Regions from separate parts of the Rattus norvegicus genome. Here region 2 is linked to region 1. A link is a contact called in public Hi-C data. All regions are on one chromosome and are shown on one strand. Each heading gives the region's core, a stretch centred on a gene start, on an enhancer-like site or on the middle of the called end of the contact. The rest is flanking DNA. Distances are from core to core; before and after follow the strand shown.

Evidence for each region. A called contact is a pair of places that touch in the nucleus more often than the background predicts.
Region 2: a contact with region 1 is called in a Hi-C map of the A7r5 cell line, with 2.5 times the contacts expected there. The contact joins the promoter of C3h9orf50 here to the promoter of Ier5l in region 1. A contact is called at or near these places in 11 of 12 Hi-C or Micro-C datasets (the A7r5 cell line, the Rat2 cell line, Schwann cells and 7 more) and 1 of 1 datasets of contacts at active chromatin or transcription factors (oligodendrocytes).

Annotation. Positions count from the first base shown.
Region 1 is chr3:34,138,927-34,146,308 of GRCr8, forward strand. Ier5l (immediate early response 5-like) reads right to left here and starts at 4,531. Exons shown (of 1, transcript NM_001025041.1): 1 at 2,940-4,531. The coding sequence starts at 4,335. The coding sequence ends at 3,106. LOC120101516 (a long non-coding RNA gene) reads left to right here and starts at 4,605. Exons shown (of 4, transcript XR_010064747.1): 1 at 4,605-5,057; 2 at 6,507-6,758.
Region 2 is chr3:34,480,422-34,487,803 of GRCr8, forward strand. It overlaps C3h9orf50 (similar to human chromosome 9 open reading frame 50), which reads right to left and starts at 4,321. Exons shown (of 6, transcript NM_001100979.1): 1 at 3,572-4,321; 2 at 3,382-3,474; 3 at 391-503. The coding sequence starts at 4,185.

The DNA.
Region 1 (7,382 bases), core at 3,281-5,780:
TCCCTGAGATCTACCCCAACTCCCAATTTCACTAGATCCCAGTACCCAATACGTCCTGAGATAAAGCTCAGAAAACCTGCAGGGAGGAGAGAACCTAGTGTGTAGTCTTGCTAGTCTCAGAGCTTTTATTTCGCACCCAAACACCCCCACACAGGTCTTCGCCACACGGGTCCCAGGGATAGATGCGAAGGTCCCAAGCCCCTCAAGGGGAGTCTCGCCGTACCCAGCTCCACGCTCCCAACAAAGGCGTCCCATCATGTGCCCTCCTCCACGCGGACCTGGAGTGGGAGAGCTCTGGGCTCAGGGTCCCTGCTCAGACCAGGGCTGGGTGGGCACGCGACGCTAGGTCGCGGGTGCATGTGGAGCCTCCCCCAGCAGCCCGGCCGCCCCCGACTGCGCCTCGCCCACTCCCATCCGCACATGCTGCAGCGCCTTTCAATTGGCGCTAGGGGGAGCCGTGGCAACTGGCTTGGATTGACTCAAAACTGCAACCAACAGCTATTTCCTTGGACTTGCAGAGGGAAATGGGGAGGGGGGAAAAGATGTACCCTCTCCTTAGCTCGTCTCTTCCCGTGGGAGACCGAGAGCAGTCCTGGGGTGTGTGGGTGAGGTGAAGGTGTCTTTTCTCCCGGTAACTCACACCTCCAGAGCATTCCTGTTACCCAACCTGGATCGCGGACCTTCGCGACCTCCCCGCCCCCGCATTTTGGAGTGTCCCCAAGAACTTCCCCACGCGCGACAGCGAGATCCAGAGCCGAGCAGCCCCCCTGAGAGTGAATAGCATCCGCCTCTCGTCTAGGCTTGGGGCGCTGGGCGACAGCGCCTCCTCTCGCCCAGCGAGGCTTATGGGGTGGGGCGGCGTGAGTCGCCTGGCCGGTGGCTGGGAGCTTTTGCGCACAGAAGGGGAGCACGGGGGCGAGCCAGTGAGAGCGAGAGATCTTTAGGGAGGCAGCCAGAGACGAGAGACATTGCGAGAGATGCTACCCCCAAACAGCAAAGGCTGCCGTTTTATCTCATCCCTACCGCCCTCCACGCCTCCCCGGTTCTTTCCTATCCCCTTAGCAAGGCTGGAACCACCCGTGTGCCCTGGGGCCGGAGCCGCGGCTCCAGATGTGAATTTGGATCCAGTGGGAAGAACCAGAGCTTCCTTCGGTGCCTTGGCACATTCTCCCACTCTGAGGTCATTCCGTAGGTGGTCAGAGGGGAGCGCGCGCCTGGAGCCTTCCTGCTCCATCCACAGAAGAGGGAGGAGAGGCGGGCGGGAGGGAGCAGAAAAGGAGAGGGGAGGAGCGCGAGGAGGGAGGGAGACGCCGTCAGCACACCACCAAGTGGCACTGAGCAGTGATAACAAACTCAACTTTAAAAAAAAAGAAAAGAAAGAAAGAAAAGAAAGAAAAAGGAAAGGAAAAAACTTCCCAAGTTGCTTGCTTGAGACGTGCGGTCGGAGGAGCGGGGCAGGGAGTGTGGGTGGCCCAGAAGTCTCCCTGCTGCAGAGACTAGGAGCCAACTAGGCCCTTGCAACCCTGGTGCTGTAGGGAAATATGTTGGAGGCTGCTTCAGCTTTCTGCTGGAAACCCCGGGGCAGCAGGTTCCCAAGCGGGCAAGACCCGCTGGTGAGGAGGGTGTAGGGAGTAGACCTGTAGCACCAGCCTCCATCCCCAGAAAACACACACACACACACACACACACACACACACACACACACACACACACACACACACACAGAGCCCACTCCCAACCCTGGCCCTGCGGATGTGGAGGCAGATCCGGCCCTGGAAAGCTGGAGTTTGCTTGTGTGCGTGTGCGTGTGTCTGTGTTTAGGTTTTCGCACCTCTAGGCTCATGTAAAAGTAAAGAACCACCATACACTCTACAATCGACTTTTTATTAAGATTATAAATTTAAACAAATAACCCGAACAGTTTTACCCGGTGAGATACAATTCAGTATGCACAAAACCACAGGAGGAAAAAGGGCCGGGAAGGCAAGGTTGGCAACTTGTTTTGGAGTCCCTGGGGTGTTGATGGCAGAGACCCAGAGGGGGGCACTAGGCAAACCTCACCTTCTCACAACAAAAGGCTTTTAAATTAAACAAAATCTATCGAGCTGAGGACGCAGACAGGGTTCTCACAGGCTGGAACAATGCTGGTTTCATGAGATGGGACCAAAGGCTGAAGCACGACAAGGTAACTTAGAAGCGCGCACAAACACGACAGCTGACCAGGAGCTAAGCGAAAAGTCTCCAGCGCAGTCGGCGGTCCGGGCCCCTCCCTCTCCCGGGGATCCAGGTGAAGGAATCGACTTCCTTTTTTGTTTTGTGAGGACCGCAGTGCTGGGCATGATGGGAGATGTAGTTCGCCCTGCTCGCCCTCCACCCCTTTCCCAACTGTGCTAAGAGTGTCAGAGTGCCCCCCCTAACCCCCGCCCGAGTCCGCGAGGCGGGTGGAGGAGGACCGAGCCAGAGGGGCGGGGAGAGGAGGGGTTCTAGACGCCCAACCCGGCAAGAAAAGAAAAAAAAGTTGAAGTGTTTTCATTTCTGCCTTCTCATTTTGAGAACTTTGGAGGCCGCCCCCAGAGAGGAAATGTGACCGAAACGTCCCTTTTGGAGATAGAGTTTGCCTTTGTTTTTTTGCTCAGGGTTTCACAAGACCCGTTCCTCACCCCAGAGAGGCACTCAGGAGAGCGGAACGTCGGGCTTCCCGGCTCTGACAACTGATTAGAATCGGCGTCCTGGGCCCCGCGCCCTCCTGCGTTGCACCCCCGGGCACCCAGCCTCGCCCCCGGCGGCCCGGCACCTCCTCCGGGCAGCAGCCCTGCCTCACGTGGCAGGCTCCTCGCTAAACACCACTGCAATCAGTACAATAAAAAGGGGGGAAAAGAGTAAGATAAACACAAAGCATACTTAAATAGGCTTTTTCTCTGCAAAAATAAAGTCCAAGATTTTTAGATTTTTTTTTATTTTACAATTTATAAAACATCAGCCTCTGCTCGCCCCCAGCTCAACCCCGAGTGGCCGGGACCCGCTCGCTCCCTATCACCCCTTGGCCGAGTCTTTGTCTGGCCCCAGCCCCGCGGGGCCCAGGGTCCCCATGCCCTCGGGGGGTCCCTAGAAGGCGACAATGGCTCGAGTCCAGGCGCCGAGGCTGGCGAGCGCCTGCTTGGCGCACAGCTGCCCGTTGAGCGGCGGCGGCTGCTCCGAGGAGTCCGGCTGTCGGCTCACCAGCCCCGAGAAGCCCGAGCCAAAGATGGAGATCAAGTTTGAGATGTTGGACGCGTCCGGGGACGAGTCCGGGCAGAAGTCCTCGAAGCGGGCGCGCTTACAGGGGGCGAACGGCGTGCCCCCGGGGGGCTCGGCTCCCAGGTCGCCCGCATCCTCCTCCTCGTCGTCCTCTTCCTCCTGGCCAGGGTAATACTTGCGCTTGCAACCAGCGGCGGACGCCAGACCCGGTCCCGGAGCGCCCTGGCCACAGCAGGGGCAGTGGGCGGAGGCGCAGCAGTCCTGGTGCAAGTAGCCGTTTTCTACCGTGGTCACCACGTGAGTGTCCAGGTCCAGCACAGTGGTCTGGCTGCTGCAGTGTACGCCGAAGTCCGAGGGGGCCGGGTACGCGCCCCGGTAGAAGCCAGGGGATGAGGAAGGGGCTGGAGAGGCAGGCGGAGAGGAGGCAGCGACGGTCGGAGGAGCAGCCCCCGGAGGCGCCGAGGGCGCAGAGCAGGCGGCCGGGACGCGAGGGTCCCGCGGGCAGAGCGCGGCGGGCGCGGGCGGCGGCAGCGGCGCAGGACCGGGCTGCAGCGGCTCCAAGTGCTGCCCGCGGTGGGGCGCGCCGTGCGGCGGCTGGAGCGCAGCGCACCCGGGCAGCTCCGAGAGCGCCCCCGCGCAGCCCGCGGGCGCCCCGGCCACCGCCACCGGCGCCGCCGCCGTGCAGCCCCTGGGCGCCGGGTGCTGGTGTTGGTGCAGCTGCTGCTGGAGGTGCAGCTGGTGGAGCTGGTGGAGCTGGTGCAGCTGGTGCCGGGCGACCGGCTCGCGCGCCTCCGCGTCCCCGCCGCCACCAAGTTGGAGCGGGCCGAAGTCGGCCGCGCTGGCCGGCATTCCGGGCGCCGCGTAAGCGAGGTGCTGGTGCTGGTGGTGGGGCGGCTGCTGTTGCTGCTGCTGCTGCTGCTGCTGGCGCCGGTAGAGCTCGGCGTAGCGCTCGCTCAGGTAGAGCTGGCGCGCGTTGCGGAGCACGTAGGACACCAGGAGGTTCTTGTGCAGCTTGATGCCGCCGCGCTGGGTCCGGGAGCTGTGGATCTTGCGCAGGGAGATGCTGATCAGGCTCTGGGCGTCCAGGGCGCACTCCATGCTCCCGCGGAGACGCGGGCGGCGGAGCAACCGCCTCTGGTGCTGCGAATGCTGCTGCTTGCGTGTGTCTCCAGTTGGTCGCCCGGGCGCGCCGGGCACAGGGAACCGAGCCCGGGTCGGCGGGTCGGCGACACTCCGAGAGAAGTCGCCACCATGCGTTGCGCGCCACCCGCAGGCTCACGCTCCCCAGACGGCGCCAAAGCAATGAGCCTCGGCCGGCCCCGGCCCCAACTATTTAGCTGGGCAGCAGCGCCCCGCCCCACTGTAGATTAGCCAATAGAAGCGTGCAGAGCCTTCCGACTGACAGCCGCTGCCCGCCCCGGGGCCACTTGGCTAGCCAATCAGACCAAGGCGGTTCCTTTGTGCTATTCAAATAACGAACGGACCCCGGGCCTCCAACGCCGCCGCTGCCTCGAATGTTCTCCTGGGGCCGCGGCACCTCGTGGGACTCGGAGCCTCCGAGGTCGTGGCTCTCAGTTTTGGGTCGCCTCTTTGGAGCCGCGTGGAAACTCGTAGCTACCCTGGACCTGGCTGCTGCGAGCTGGGGGTCGGCTCACCTGAGCGCAGCGAAGATGGCTCCGCCCCCTTCCGCATGGTTGGGCCTCACCTGCCGCAGGTGCGCGCGGTTCCCCGTTTCGGGCCACGCGGCGCCTCCTCTTTTCCACCTGCCACGGCCGGGGGTAACCTGGGCGAGCTGAGTCTTCTTCCGAGAAAGGCTGGTGGTGAGGGGGCGCACCTGGGATCTAGGGTATCTTCTTGGAAGAGAGAGTTTGGGGCTTGATTACCTGATTAGTCCAGGGGCCTCTGGGAATTGTCAAGGAAAGGCCTCCCCTCTGTTTGACTCAAAATCCAGTGAATTTTGATCTCTAGTAGAGAAGCTTTGTGATCGTGAGCCTACCCAGGTTGCGGTGGGGGGTGGGGGGGTGGGGTATTGGGCCATGAACCCGCCTCAAGCTTCCTCTCCCTTAGGGTGACCTCTTCTTTCCCAACTTAATATCAATGACAGTAGAAGCCCTTACTAAGTGCCTAGCTTGGACCTGTCACCTGAATTCCTCTCTCAAGGTTCTTGGAGCCCAGGCTTGAGACCCGCTTGAGTGGAGCAACCTGTTATGATTTGGTCGCAATCCTGAGCCCCAGGAGTACCCAGGCCACGGTCTTTTCGATTTTTATGTCCTTATTCTGAGTTATCTACCAACCAATTGGACACAGACATTAGAAAAAGAGAAGATATCTAGGAGTCTCTTTTTGCATTGAGAAGCTTAAAGAGAGTAAGGGGTGTGGAGCGGGGTGGGGTGGGGGATGATACAAGATGCCAGCCAGAAGCTGCATCCACAGTGTTCAAAGTTCCTTTTGGTACCTAAGTCAGAAAATTGGCCCAGGAAGAGTCCAGGACTGGGCCCTTGTGGGGCAAGCAGCATCCACAGAGATGACTGATGGCAAATCAAAGGCTCTTCTGAAACTTTTTGTCTTTGGACCCTCTCAGCACTTCTGTCCCATGGCTGCTGTCTTAAGGAAAAGAACTCATGAATTGTTTAAGTTTTGGCAAGTGTCAAAAGCAGGGAACAGTTTGCTCAGGTTTTCAGATGAGGAAGCTTGGACACTAGCTCTAAAGAGACTTTGTCGGAGATCACAGGCTCCAGGCACAGTGCTCTCTGCTCCATCTGGGAAGTTGTAACTGTTACAACAGCTCTCCTCACCCTGTTTCAGAGAGGCCAGGGATACACTGTGGGGCTGGGGGTGGGGGTGGGGGTGGGGGTGGGCGCTCAGAACAAGCAGGCTTGACTGGCATCCTTTTGGCGGTGGGGCGGTGGGGATATACCCTCATGAATCCTGGGGGTATAAAGCCATACCTCTGCCTACCTCCTGAATATTTACCTCAGAAGTGTACAGGTTCAGGAAGGGAGTGGGATGCTCCCACAGCTGGGAGGACTGAGCTGGAACCCAAGGAGTCTGTGGCTCACAATGCGCGCTGTCCTTTCCCAGTATTTACTGAAGAAACTTGAGACTTGAGAGAGTTGGTGGCATGATTTGAACCCAGTTCTATAGGTGCCTGGAAATATGTCAGTGGGGTCAAGTGCACTTACTCTGGCCCATCTCCCGATGAATGATTTAATGCCCCTGACCCATCCATCTGTATATTGTTTCTTTGTTTGTTTTTGCCAAGTGCCCAGGACCAGGATTCTCCAGAGCTCCTGGGGAGGCAGGTATCACTCTTGGTTCCTTGCATTCATGGTCACTCTTAGCACTGTGACACAGAAGATGGCTCCAGGGACCAGCCTGGGAATGAGAGTGGGTTCAGGCCCCTCTCTTGGGCTTGGTACCCACCCATCCCTTCCCCAGCCACCACTATAAAGTACAAATGATGAAGTCTCACACTCGGAGGCAGTTGAAGCCGCCACTGAGCCGCACCCCCGGGCACCAAGGTGAGTTTTGAACTAACTCAAAATGTGTGTGTGAGCGCTAGGGGTGGGATGGGGTGAGGGGTGGAGATAGGCAAAGTTCTGCCACTTTGGGAGGCCTGCGTGGCCCCCTTGGGGGGTCTTCTCTGCTGCCTGTTCTCAGTCTTCCTTCTCAAGGATGGATGATGTGTGGGCTCTGGGGTCAGCAAGCTGAGAAGTTGTTTGGCTTAATAAAACCCCTTGATCTTTTCTGAGGTAGCTCTGGGCAGGGGAGTTGCTGCAGATGTTTCAAAAAACCTCCCACTAAAGGAGGCAAAAGCACAGCTGAACTCTGTGTGTGAGTGTGTGTGTGTGTGTGTGTGTGTGTGTGTGTGTCCTAGGGTAGGCATGGCTGTGACTGGGGGTGACACTCAGTAAGGATTTTTTTTTTCTTTTTTCTTTTTTTCGGAGCTGGGGACCGAACCCAGGGCCTTGTGCTTGCTAGGCAAGCGCTCTATCACTGAGCTAAATCCCCAGCCCAAGGATTTATAAATATGGATAGAGTGGGGTCAGTTGCGTGCAGACCTCTGCTTGGGCACACAATGGTTTGGCAGAGTGCTACAGAGACCATTCAAGACTATGAGTGTATTCATGTGCATGTGTGTGTAT
Region 2 (7,382 bases), core at 3,071-5,570, 340 kb after region 1:
CTCTCTTGGACGCTTTCAACATTTTTCAAGAGAGAAGATATTTCTTCTTCTAAGACTTGCTGGACATCTGGTCTGCCTGACCCCAGAATCTATGAGAAAGATGATTCTGGAAGCTGCCAAGGGACTGGGAAACTGAGTGAGCCGGGCTGGCTCTTTAATAACAAGACCTGGGCAGACATTGTCCCCTTGGCACCATGAGCCCAATGCCACCCACCTCTGCTGCCTCTCAGGGACCCTATGTGGTCTGTGAAGGGCACCTTGACATCTTCTGAAAAGGCCAGTACTTCCGCTGTGGAGTCATCGTCGGCCTGCCCTGCTCTCTAAGTGACCTCCGCACTCCTGGCTAGTTTTCTGGAATCTCAGCAGTTCCAGAAGCAGCAGGGCGCTCACCTGCCCGGTTACGTTCCCAGTACCGGAGTGCTGTATCCTGCAAGGTCTCGTCTGCGAATCGCACCCGGAAAGGACAATACCGTCTGCGGGGTCTTGAGCCTTCTCCAGAGGGGCTGCAAATGATCACAGTCTTCACTTTGGGGACCTGCGTGCTGTGGGAGACTGCTGAGGGGAAATGAGAGGGCGGGGGAGCCCAGGCTCCTAGTAAGATCTTAGCCAGGGCTTGGAGAGATGGCTCAGCCATTAAGAGTGTATTCCTGCCCTCCCAGAGGACCTGGATTTGGTTCTAGCACCCACATCATTGGCTTACAACCACCTGTGACTTCCACTCCTGGGGCAATCTGACACCCTCTTCTGGCCTCTGCAGACACCAGGGCTCATGGGAACACCCTGCACCCACCCAAATATACACATAAAAATAAAATATAAATCTTCAAAAGATTTTGGTTGGTGGCAGGGCTCTACTAGTCACATCAGATGGCCTTTTTCCAGGTGCTTGTTCCGGCCATAATGTGACATGTCTTGTCCCACCAAACCTCAGCATTTCCCATAAAGCCCCACTATCCTAATTACAAGTGAGGAAACTGAGGCCCAGAGATGTCTGGCCCACAGCTGCCACTCACAAACATCAGGCTAGAGGGCAGGATTTTCACTCAGCCATCAAGAGGTCCTGACACACGGAAACCTGTCTCCTCCTCCGTGATGGAGATTAAGCCAGGCACGGTGTGGCCTGTGGGACACATGGGAGGTGGAGGCAAAAAGATCAGGAGTTCAAGGTCATCCTTGGCTACCTAGCGAGTGTGAGGCCAGCCTGGGCTACGGATTTGACAAATAAGCAGATAGAAATAAAAATAAGGAAATTATGGTGCCCCACCCCTTCCTCAGCACGGGTGTGAAGAGATGGGGCGAACTGCAAGAACATCCTGTGGAAGGTATGCCGGACGGAAGAAACATCTCTAGCTTCGAGCTGTTACGATAGCTGTCAGTCTCGATTGTGCCACCGAGGCCGTATGAGCTGGGGCACACTGTCATCAAGGTTCCACTTCTCACTTTTCTCCTTCCGGTCATGTGCTGTGTTATAGGCGGGATCATTCCGCCGTCAGTCACAGGAACTGGGAGAGTGGAGTACCCCGTGTGGGGAGGCACCTAGAACAGGGCCTGTCAATGGGGTTGTGCTCCGTAAAGGGCGTGTTATCTTTGTATGTAACAAAAATGTTAGACCTGTTCATTTCTCCCTCAGGGTCTGGGCTGCCAGCCTGGTTACTTGATCATTCACAAAGGCCCCATTGCACCATCACCTTGGGCACACGTATTTACACACCCATACCCGCTGATCGTGTGGCATCTCTTTGTGGATGCATAGGGTGTGTTTCTCATTGTCCACCAAAGAGCCCTGCAGCCGGGAACTTGACTATAGGCGTTGGTCTTAGTTAGGGTCACAGTAGTATGCAAGCAGAACCTCAGCTCTGTCCTGGCCACACGGCGGGCGGGCGAGGCTTAGACATCTCCTAGGTTCTGCCTGCCAGTGTGACACCATGCTTCCTGGGGAAGATCACTCACAGAAGCAATCAAATGCACTGAAGGAATGTTACATACAAATAAGTGTCCAACTCTAGTCTCCACTTTTTTAGCAATTTATTTTAGTGTTTTGTCTGCATGTATGTCTGTGCGAGGGTGTCGAATCCCCTACAGCTGGTGTTACAAACAGCTGTGAGCTGCCATGTGGATGCAGAGAATTGAGCCTGGGTCCTCTAAAAGTGCAACCAGTGTTCTTAACTGCTAAGGCATTGCTCCATCCTAAGTCTCTACTCTGATCCTAAAAAACTGTGTCAGGAAGGGTTCTGAGGCTCACAGAGAAGTGTGCAGTGATCCATTAGTAATGTCTGCCATGGATACAGATGGAACAGTAATGGTATGCTTGCTCTGTATGCATGTTCCCTGGTCCATCTGGTCCTTCCTTTAATCAATCAATCAATCAATCAATCAATCAATCAATCAATTAGCTGATTGATTGATTGAGACAGGGTCTCACTTTGTAGCCCTGGCTGTTCTGGAATCACTATGTAGATCAGGCTGGCCTCTGTCTGACTCATGGAGTTGCTTACCTAAGCCTCCTGAGTGCTGGGATGAAAAGTGTGCACCACCACACCCAACTTTCTAGTCTTCAAACCCCCAGATAGTTGCCTTCACCCTACATTTGTGCTCCAGCCTGTTTAAACCTATTGTTTCCTTCCCTTCTCTATTAAGAGCTCTCCATGATCCAAGTTCAGGGAAACTAAACATTAGTGTGGTTAATGTCAGGAATCTTTCTTGGTTCTATCTCTCATTGTCTGTTCCTCTAGTATTTGATACGCAGTATAAAACTTCAGACATGGGTCATGCTTTGAGATAAGAGAAGGGTTCAGCAGCAGGTAGATTCCTGTCTGGATCTCAGCTGAATGGCTGAATCTTGGGGTAGGAAGCTGAATGGTTATGCAGGTAAACATGTAAGCTTGTGAGTGGATTTACTTCTAGGGGGAAGTGATTGGCATCCCGGGTTTTTAAGTGAATGAAAGGGTAGCTACCAGGTAGCTATAACCAGAGGGGATTTGAGAATAGACAGAAGACTGGCTATCTGACAGTCTGGCAGTTCGAGTTCATGGCCCGTTAGATGCTTTGATGGATAGACGGATGGAGAGATTCACAGTTGCTTATAGAAGACCTGGTTGTGAGTAAGGGGTAGGTGCGCTCAAGGATGGCTAGGTGAGTGGATGGATGGATACATGATAAATCCATTAGTGAGTGCCTGGAAACGAGGGAGCGAAGGGATGCCTTCCTGTTTCTGCTCCCATAACTCACAGCGTGGGGAAATGACAGAATGGCTCAATAGATAGTGCTGTCAGGCAACCCTGATGACCTCTCTTCCATCCCCCAAGCCCACGTGAAGGTGGAAGGAGAGCGTTAATGCCACAAAACTCTAGCACGCGTGTACTCACAACAGCTACTACTCACGGATGGGCCTTTTTGGCTCTGACGAATTCACCTTTTGGGAGCCCCAGGGTAGTCTTCTCTCTAAAACTGTCGTCCCAGTTCAATGGTTGGTCCCTTGAAGAGAAAGAGATCACAGCTGATGTGAGCAGAGGACCATCATGGTAGCACCCAGGGCAACCCCTCCTTCGTCAAGAGGGTCCCCTCCACTTACCACGAGTCTGGGAGGAAAGAGCTGCTGGAACACCGAGAAGCTGGGCAGTGCTCGGATGGACTGCTGGAGTACTGTGGCGCTGAGGGTGCTGGGAGGAGGAAGGAAAGGAAAAGGGGGAGGACAGCCCAGTGAGATGGAGCGGGTTCTCGCTTGGGACCCCAAGACTCTGCACCCCACCCCACCCCCGCGGCCTCACGGTCCGCCTCTGGCTCTGCGATCTTGGCGCGCAGCTGGTGAAGGAAGTGGCGGAACTTGTTGGGCAGCAGTTCCCCCAGCAGCGTGCCCAGGGCGTCAGGGTTGTCCCGGTCCGCCGGCTGCCGGTTCCCCCGAGCCCCCGCCTCCCGGGTCAAGCTGCTCTGCAGCAGCGGCGGCAGCAGCAGCGCACGCAGGGCCCCACGGCCCCGCGAAGCGTACGGGGACTCGGGGGACGGGGAAGACAGGTGCTGGGACTTGCGGTCCCGCCACCACGCGCCGTCTGCGCCTCGCCCCGCACGGCCGTCGAGCGTGGGCAGCAGCATCTGTAGCTGCTGAAGGGCGCGGCGTCGGGTGGACCCGTCGGGATACCCCTTGGGCTTGTAAGCCGGGGTCCTGTCCATGGGCTGGCGCCGGAACATCCTGAGTCAGAGCTCAGCTCAGGACACCTTCGCGCCCCGGGGACGCACAGGGGCGAGCGGGGCCGCAGGAAGATCGAATGCCAGCCCGCAGGCCATAGCGCCGGTAAGGGGCAGCAGAAGCCGGCTCTGGCAGGACCCTCGCCTGCTGTGTCCCGGCGCAAAGGCGGTGAGGGCGGGGACGCCAGCTCTTTGGGGGCGGCTGTGACGTTAACATGAGCTAGTGCACGCCGAGCGTCTGGCACAGTGCAGAGCTCGCTGCACCGGCCGGCCAAAGACCACTTTTCCTATCACTTAGCACACTCGGGAGAGGGCTTGTCTAGAATGTGCAAGAAACTGAGCGTGGTGGCCCATGCCTGTGAGGCAGATGCAGAGGCTGGAGAATGGATTAGCAAGAGGATCGGACTTCGATTCCCAAAACGCATATACAGAACAGCTCACACCCTCCAGTGCCAAAGTTATCCACCAGTCTCTTCTAGCCTCCAAGGTCACCAGGCACGGACATAATGCACTGTCATGTGAGCAAAGCACTCATATACCTTTTTTTTTTTTTTCTTTTTTAGATTTAAGGCTATTGTCGGGAGGTTGTGGCGCATGCTTTTAATTCCAGCACTTCGGAGGCCGAAGCTGTTGGATCTCTGTGAGTTCAAGGCCAGCCTGGTCTACAAAGTGAGTTCCAGGACAGCCAGAATTACACAGAGAAACCCTGTCTTGAAAAAACAAAGCAAAACAAAAAAATCAAGACTATTGTTGATCGTGGTAGTGATACAACTTTAACTCCAGCACTCGGGAGGCAGAGGCAGACCTCTCTTTGAATTTGTGGCCACTCTGGTCTACATACGAATTCCAGGCCAGTCAGAGCTATATAGTAAGAACCCGTTTCAAAATAAACAATAAACTCAAGGTTGTGCTTGGCTACACACCGAGTTCAAGGCTAGCTTGGGCTAAGTGAGACCCTGTCTCAAAAAATATGATTCTGAATGGTGTTTCTGAACCTGTGGGTTTCGACCCCGTCATGGGGGTCACCTAAGACCATCAGATAACACAGATATTTTACATTAAATTCGCAACAGTTAAGAAGTTCTAATGGAAGTAGTTATATGGTTGGGGTCACCGCAGCATGAGGGACTGTATTAAGGGTCTCAGCATTAGGGAGGTGGAGAACACTGTCTTAGCATTTTGTTTCCATCCTTAATAGCCCTGAGCTCAGGGCAGCCAGAGAACTTCCCCCTAGAGACTAGGACAAAGCCTGTATCTGACTCTTCATTCAAGCGGTTCCTTTTGAGGAGGTTTCCCTACATGGCACAATCCATCATCCTTCTGCTTCTGTGTTCCAAGTCCTGGGGTTATAAACCTGGATCACCCCTGCAGCTCCAGGTATGACTTACAGCCATAGCAGGAGGAGGCATGGGAGGGCTGGACCTCCTACTGGAATTGTAGAATTGCAGTTTGTAAACTTTGATGGGGACCGAGCTGCAGACACACACGACTTTCTCCCACCTCCCACCCCAGATGCAGATAGTGGAACTGGGGAGGAACCAGGACCATTTTTGGTGCTCCCTTCCCAAGGCTGAGGATGAGACAGAGAGGCTGGTAAAACTATAGCACAGATAAGTGTTCCACCATTGAGCCCGCCAGGACACATTGTGAGCATAGTCTCCGGTAGGGAGAAAAGGCCCAGTCCCCTTCAGCTTTGACGCTGGGGTCTCAGGCCTGCTCTTTCCCAAGATTGTCATCACCTCTAAAAAGTCCCTAGGTGATATCACACTCACCTACTGGGTGAGGCCCCGGAAGGTCCTGTAAGTTTAGAGCCCCATAACAGGTGGGCTATTTGCTGGGAGAGCCCATCTTTCCACCTGCTCCCTCTGACAGCTTCTCCCAGGTACCTAGATGTGTTCTTGGAGCCATTGTGATCCGATCTTACCCACAGCTACTGGGGAGCAATGGGCACTGTGTCCTGGGGACAAGGGTGGGGCTGGTGTACCCTGGGTGCCAGGGCCACACCCACAGAGGCCTTGGCACTCCCGGTCAGAGCAGCCATGCCTAATCCCAGGAGGACGAGGACCGGGCCACTCTTCTAGACCCAGAGTGGGTTGTACTTGACTGAGAGGGAAGCAAAGGCAGACTTTTTCTGTCAAGCCCATCCTTCTAGGACAGCAAGAGCACAAGGGGGCTGGGACCAAGGCACCATCCTTTTCTGCTTCTCTCAGCTGTGATGCTGACAGGGTCCCTCCTTCTGGGAGAACTATGGAGCAAATGGGAGAGAGCTGGAGGAAGCCTATGGGAGTACCAAACTCAGGTTGGGTGATGAGGGTCCAGTTGAAACAAGTATATCCAGGTATGATACATTTTATAAATTAAAAAAAGTGAGTATCACTAATGTGCCCAGAGGAGGCATCATAGAAGATGTACTTCCTTTTCTCTAACATTCTTCACATTCAGGGATGGAGGAATCTATTTCCTCAGGAAGTTAGAGCGGAGGAGAGGAGCATTTTTCTCCTTTGTTAATTTCTTTTTTTTTTTAAAGTTTTACTTAATATATATAAGTACACTGTAGCTGACTTCAGACACACCAGAAGGTATCAGATCTCCTTATAGATGGTTGTGAACCACCATGTGGTTGCTGGGATTTGAACTCAGGACCTCTGAAAGAGCAGCCAGTGTTCTTAACTGCTGAGTCATCTCTCCAGCCCTTCTTTTTCTTTTTAAAAATTAATTTCTGGGGTTGGGGATTTAGCTCAGGGGTAGAGCGCTTGCCTAGCAAGCATAAGGCCCTGGGTTCAGTCCCCAGCTCAAAAAAAAAAAATTAATCTTTTTCCCTCTCCTCTTCTTCCTCCTTTTCCTCTCCCTCGTCCTCTGCCTCCCAAGGGTTAAAGGCGTATACTACTACACCACTGCCTAGCTGATTTAGTTTATTTTGTGTTATTTTTTTCTCTCCTAAAACAGGGTCTCTAGCTCTCAAATTCACTAGTGGAAGATAACCTTGACCTTCTGAGCCTTCTCCCAACGGAAGGGCGTCTCCCTCTGCCTCCTAAGCGCTGAGATTGCAGTAATGTCAGGCCACAGCTGGTTCTGTGTGGTACTGGGGTGTCAAACACAGGGTATCACACATGTTAGGCATCACTCTACCATCTGAGCTATTATTATTTACCATTATTTGAAGTGCATACGTGGGTATCTGTGTGTATGTGCATAGTCAG